Linked DNA regions of Zea mays: region 1 is linked to region 2. The links are chromatin contacts, called in public Hi-C maps. All regions are on one chromosome and are shown on one strand. The core of a region is the stretch at or near the end of the contact, and the rest is flanking DNA. Distances in the headings are between cores, read along the strand shown. Region 1 holds the start of LOC103647560 (type I inositol polyphosphate 5-phosphatase 13). Region 2 holds the start of LOC100283396 (oxidoreductase).

What was found. Hi-C and Micro-C count contacts between places; a contact is called where the count stands out from the background.
Region 1: a contact with region 2 is called in a Hi-C map of leaf, with 6 times the contacts expected there. The contact joins the promoter of LOC103647560 here to the promoter of LOC100283396 in region 2. A contact is called at or near these places in 2 of 25 Hi-C or Micro-C datasets (ear and leaf).

The regions. Positions count from the first base shown.
Region 1 is chr2:197,246,225-197,249,492 of Zm-B73-REFERENCE-NAM-5.0, reverse strand. It overlaps LOC103647560 (type I inositol polyphosphate 5-phosphatase 13), which reads right to left and starts at 1,840. Exons shown (of 11, transcript XM_008672079.3): 1 at 643-1,840; 2 at 233-485; 3 at 1-92. The coding sequence starts at 1,558.
Region 2 is chr2:197,101,981-197,105,189 of Zm-B73-REFERENCE-NAM-5.0, reverse strand. LOC100283396 (oxidoreductase) reads left to right here and starts at 1,483. Exons shown (of 8, transcript NM_001156297.1): 1 at 1,483-1,741; 2 at 1,932-1,991; 3 at 2,187-2,239; 4 at 2,381-2,432. The coding sequence starts at 1,627.

The sequences.
Region 1 (3,268 bases), core at 591-3,090, 140 kb before region 2:
GTTGCTCTGGCATGACAGGTGTCTCTAGCTTTGCTGAGTCAACTTGGCCATCCATCCCAAATACTTTCAGCAACTCCCTTGTACGAGCATCCCTGTAGCAAGTTGTTCAGTAGAATTGGCATGTTAAAGTACCTACTATGTGCTGGGGAGAACAGTGATCTAATTAACACATTTCATCTGTTCCAGATCTTTCAAAAAAATAGCAACTTTCATCTGTGTATGTGAGGCATACCAGAGTGCAAATGTCATGCTAGTCACGGTCCAAACTTTCGCCCGGGAATGATCCGCTAGCATGTACTTAACATCAGAAGCGGGCAATGAGCAAACATTACCAACTGTGCAATGGTTCCTCAGGTCGATGTAGGCTCTCTCAACCAACAAAGCCGCCATATGTTTCTCTTCTGGTGACAATGACAGGGACTTGGCAATGGCATCGTAAGGCCACACCTTTATCATTCCACCCTCGGAACCCGACCATATCTCACCTGTTATTAGATTCAGCAACACATACTATTTTCGTCAGAAATTTTTAATTTGTAGTTCACATGCAGTGATGTCAATGTGCGGATGCAACGCAATTGTGAGTTTGTGGCAACAGAAATGCATTTGCATTGCAATGAGGATGGTAAATGGCATGCTGACCATACGAAGTGACGACCATGGAGAGCACGGGCGTCCGGCCATAGGCCTGCCACGTGAGGGCTTCCCTGAACACTGGCGCATTATTGCTTGCCCCGCCGTGACTACTCCCTCCAACGCTCCCGCCGCCGTCGCCGGCACCAGCGGCCGGGGGCGCAGGAGCCGTGGCGGCCGCGTCGAGGTCCATGCGCCACGATCGGATCCTCCCGTCCTTATGCCCTGTCCACAGCAGGCGGTTGGCCCTGTCTACGACGACGCACAGCGCGGGCGGCGCGGGCATGCCCTCGCGGAAGGGCGCACTCTCCTCGTCGCCGCGGCGCGCGCCGGCGCCCCACTCGGCGAAAACCTCGTCGAGCGACCACACCCTAATCCCGGACTCGGCCCCGGCCCAGAGCTGGCGGCGCTGCGGCTCGGCGGCTAGCGAGCGGAGGAAGGAGCCCGCCTGCGTCTCGCGGAGCGGGTGGGGCCGTACCTCAAGCGGGGGCGGACGGCCCGGGTGCATGGCGGCGCGAAGCGGCACACGGAAGATGCCCTTGCCGCCCCCCGCGCCGACGAACTCCGGGAGGGAGCCATGGCCACCGCCGTACTCTGACATGGCGCGCTCGAGCGTCATGGAGCCCTCGCTGAGGCCGCCGGCCGAGCGTCGGGTATTGGAGGAGTAGGAAGCGCTGGGGTGGTGCTGGTGGGGCGGGAGCGGAGGGTGGTAGACCATGGGCACCATGCCCGAGGGATCGTGGTGGAGCGGGTAGTTGAGGGAGTGGGAGGCAGGCAGAATGTGCTCGTCGTCGAGGCTGTGCTTGCGCAGCGCGGCGCGGCGCGCGGACGCGGCGTCCCGCGTCAGTGGCTGGCTGTAGGAGATCCCGCGGCGCTGGTGCGGCGGGCCGCGCGCCACCTTCAGCGCCTCGTCGTCCGGCTCCATGGCAATCGGTGGCGCCCCGCCGATCGGCAAGCCGGTCGTTGCCTGCGAGTGCTTCCTCGCGCGGCTCGCTTAGCGCGCGCTGCAGTTTTTTTTGGCGTTGGCCTGGGCGTGGAAAAGGGAGAGAGGGATAGACGGCCAGAACCGGCCAAGATGGGGAGGGAGAAGAGGACGGCGAGTTCGACGCGGGAGTGAGAGGTCGTGGTCGGAGGGAGGGAGGAGGAGCCGAGGAAGGCGGGGCACGGGGAGAGAAACGCGAACCGAAGTCTCTGTGCCTCCATGCTAGTGGGAATTGGGCCGACCGGACTAGACTCGTGGTGCTTTATTTAGGCCAAGGCTCAAAAAACTTTAGAGGCCGTAAGACTAGCAACAGTAGTCTTGTCTCTATTTCTACTATATTAGTATCAGTTTTATCTGTTGTTCCATATCAATATTTTTCAGAAAAAAAAACTTACATTTCTTTAGAATTAATCCGCACTCATATAAACTCTTCTCTACTAATATAATAAGAAAGTTTTGTGTATCATGGTTTTCGTGTGTCATCCTCCTCCAGTGACCATCGTACGTCGTCGTGCTTCCCCGCACCTCTGAAACGAACTCTCACACACCACACGCAGAAACCGCCTCGCGGGCCACACACCTTCCTCTGCCCACTGTAACCTCGAAGCATGTCATGAGGATAAGTCCCCGCAAACTCCGTGCCGAGCAATGCGAGGATAGGCCCCGTAAACTTATAACACCCGTCCAATCTCGTACCGACGGTACTCACTGCTGGCAGCTCTCTATGATCATATATTGTCCCCACAGACCAACACGGGTCTTTTGTGCGCACTTTGTCCTCACTCATGTGCACCCGAGAAAACTTTCGAGTCCGTCATTGTGGAGGACAGATATCCTTCGGGTCCACTAGAAGGCTAGAAGACCTCGCGAAAGGTCTTGGGCCCATTATTTCGCAAGGCCATCCCTTCGTGGGTCTGGGGAGGAATGTCTGGCAGAGTGGATCGACGCAAGATTGGATCAACTCGAGCCCAGGTGACCCAATGGATTTAAGCATTATCCACAGCAGTGACCCGATTTTCCCGCGCTGCGCCCTCAGGCGTCGAAACTGAATGACGATAAGTCGGCAGAATTATAGTAAGATAGGCTCAGTCGGTTCACTATTACTTAGGCACACGTTGTTATCATATCTGCATGTAGCGCCCCACGGTCGAGTATATAAGGCCTAGGGGGCACCCCCTCAAAGACAACTCACTGATTAGTCGTCTACTCAACTCTCTAGTATCCCTCATACTAGAGAACTCCCCTGTAACCTACCACATAAAAGATCCACATCAGGAAGTAGGGTGTTATGCCTCTCTAAGCGGCCCGAACCTTTATAAAATTGCCCACTGTCTCTCGTGCATCTAGCACGAACCATCGAGCTACAGTCAGTAACACCGTCCTACTCTAAAAAGTACCTCGAGGGGCAACCCCGGGTACGCGGCCGGACCCAAAACACCGACAGCTGGCGCGCCAGGTAAGGGGTGTGTCACTGATCCAAGCTAGCTCAATGGCCGTCACTTTCTAGCACAAGATTGCTCTCCGCCCTAGATCCGTGTTCTGCTTCGGAACCATTTCATCCGTGGAGATGAAGAAGGAACTCTACATCGCATAGCGGATCTGCCGGAAAGAAAACCTTCCTCGATAACCTTCGGGAAAGCCAGAGCAAAGCCG
Region 2 (3,209 bases), core at 234-2,733:
CCTGCCCGACCTCCTTCGTCGGAGACCCCGACACCATCTTGGAAGCCCTCGGTGCCCCTCAGCCTCACCCCATGCGGGCGGCATGAGGGACACAAGCTCGCCCCGCCTTCTAAAGTTAATGAAATAAGACGACAGATCGTGATCTATATGAGGTTCAACCCCTCGTATGACAATCTGTCGGCTTTCTTCGCGTCCTACGTAGAGCTCTCTACGTTATATGACACAGAAATGATGTCCTACTGCGGTGGTTCTAGCAGTAGCCTCAACACCTTCCCGCCTCGACCGTGTCATACGGTCATCTCCCCACCTCTGATGACTTTGAGTTTGTAGAGATGGCGGGTGGCGGTGGGGACTTCATCTTCCATGCACTCTACATGGACTTGGATTTGGACTTGGATTTAAGTCCTCCTGAGAGCGGCGAGGAAGGACCCTCTAACAGAAAGCGATATGAAAGATAACACAAACGATGCACAAAACTAATGTTTTAAAAGTGTTTCGTTATTTTTTATATATCACATTGTATACACGAATTTATTTGAAAAAGATGGCACATATCATTGTAAAAAATGTCATGGCTACATTACGCAGCAATGTTATAGAGCAGCTCCAAAGAAATCTCCATACTCTAACCAACTAATTTATCTTGATATATCTATATTCTAACTAACTATATTTTTTAGAATAGAGCTCTATAACATTGCTACGTAAAAACTATCTCCAGCATCTTACACATTCATAGCCTTATATTTAAACCCCACTCTGCAAAATGTGTAGTATGCAATGCAAAACAATGAAAAAATGGATGAATTGTTGGAGACGGTCTAATGTAGCCATGACCTTTTTTTACAGTGATCTGTAATGTTTTTTTCAAATAAATTCGTGAGTCTTTACATTCCATCAGAATAGAGATTTAGATAAAAAAAATCCTCCAATAGACTCTCTAAAGGCTAGTTTGAAAACTCAAATCCTCTTCAGGACTGAAGGGGATTGAAGAGAAAATTAGTTCATTTCCACCTCAATACCCTCTAATCCCAAAAGGGATTTGAGGTTCTCAAAGTAGCCCTAAACATACAAAAACTTCTCCGTTCCAATTTATAATTCATTTGATTTTTTAATTCAAATTTGACTAGTATTCAAACAAATCTGTTATTATTATTATTTTTTACTGTGATATCATTTAGTATATAATATATTTTAAATGTAACTTTACTTTTCATTTTTCGCAAAAAATTGAATAAGATAAGCTAATTAAATTTGATAGAGAAATTCAAACAAATTGTAAATTAGGACGGATAGGAGATGAAGAACGACGCAATTGCGCATAGCCTACGCGATACGGAGCTTCGCGCCATCGTCTGACCACTTCCCAGCTCTCCCGTCCTGCAATGACTATTGGGCTGCAAGTCCTACCCTGGAAACGGCCCAAACATGGCCCAACCTAATAACCAGTTGAGCTATGGCGTTGTGCGCCGTCTGTGGACCAGACACCCATACTGATTCGCTGGCGGCAGGCCGACGGCTACGGAGACGGAAGTGGCGACCGGTTCCGGCGAGGCGCAGGCGACAGATAGGGGACAGGGCGACCATTTCTAGCGAGGCAGGAGCGGGGAAGATCCGGAAGCTGCGATGTCGAAGCGGCTGCTGTCGCGGCTGCTCGGCATGTTCCAATCGCGGACGCAGGTGGGCGTCGACAAGGCCGGCAACCGCTACTTCACCCGCGTTGAGGAGGTCGACGGCACAAGTACGTGTCCCCGTCCACCCCGCTCATCCTACCCCCTGTTACCCCTACTTGCACGAGCTTGCCTCTAGTTTCCCCGCTCCCGGTCTCCTCTGGCAAGGAGGAAGGCACGTGAATGCCGGCTAAGCAAATCTCGATGCGGTTGCTTTTTCTTCTTCTTCATGCTGTTCTTGATTGCGGAACAAGGGAACAGTGAAGGAGAGGCGCTGGGTGGAGTTCAAGGGCGCAGACCAGGACTCGACCACCGTTCCAGGTTACCTTCCTCCCTTCCTGCTCATTTTCCCGATGAGGATGTTGTGATGTGACTGAAGAAGTGAAGAATCCTAATGTAACTGCTACGGCACCGTGTTTGCAGGCATGTATGGATTGTGGCCTTGATTTTAGATTATTATGTACTTGGATTTGTTGATTGCATATACAACATCTCATAGTCATGTCGTGCTTGTAGTCGAGTGGATTTGCTGGCTGAATGGCCAAAGGAAGAAAGCTCCAACACCAGAGGTAAGAGCAAGAATGTGAAACAACACATTGTCATTCAAAGTTTTTCTAGGTCTTCCCTTTTATTGTATTGTCAATCCAAACTTTACAAGGAGAGCAACATAGTCATTGCATCTGATGCTGATATATCATAGTACCTTCCAGGAATTGGCTGAGCTGGAGGCAAGACGTGAACGTGTCAAGCAAAACATTCAGCGTATGTATGCGGTGTTTCCTACTTGTGTACTCATGTATGATTTTATTAATAAGCCTCACTGTGTGCAGTGAGCAAGAGCCCAAACATGTTTTCTTAGGCATTTGCAGTTGAGTAACCCATGTTAATTGCCTCAACTACTTTATAGTAGCCCATATGTATCATAATATGCACTGTATGCTACTTTCCATACCGTTCACTGGACAAGGCTAAGAGAAATGAAATAAAATGCTGGTTAGATATGTGTGTTTCTTGTATTTGATGCTAAATTCTTATTTTGTAAATAGAAACTGTATTGTATTTTGTGCTAGGATCGTCAACAAGGTTGTATGAGACATGATCACTTGAAAACTTTGATCTCTATTACTCCATCCATCCACAAAAGGGTGCAATTTTCACTTTTCGAGGAGCCAAACAGTTTGAAGTTGGACCATAATTATACCAAGAAGTATTAACCTTTATGGTAAGATAAGTAGAATGGCAGACCCAGTGCCGGAGGCTCCCACATGAGTGGTGTGTGGGAAAGGGATAAACCGAGGCAAGTCTTTCCCTACAAATACGAAGAGCTTTGAGCCCGTGACCTGATGACTCTAGTGAGACAACTCTCACCGCTGCACCAAGCCTGTCCATAAAATTAATTATGAGATATATTTTCGTAGTAAATCTAGTTAGGGACATAAATGTTAATATTATTCACTATAAACTTGGTCAAACTAGTTTGACTTGCACAAATCCCACAGTTGCATCCTTTTGTCCCATTAGCTGCATCCTTTTGTGGAT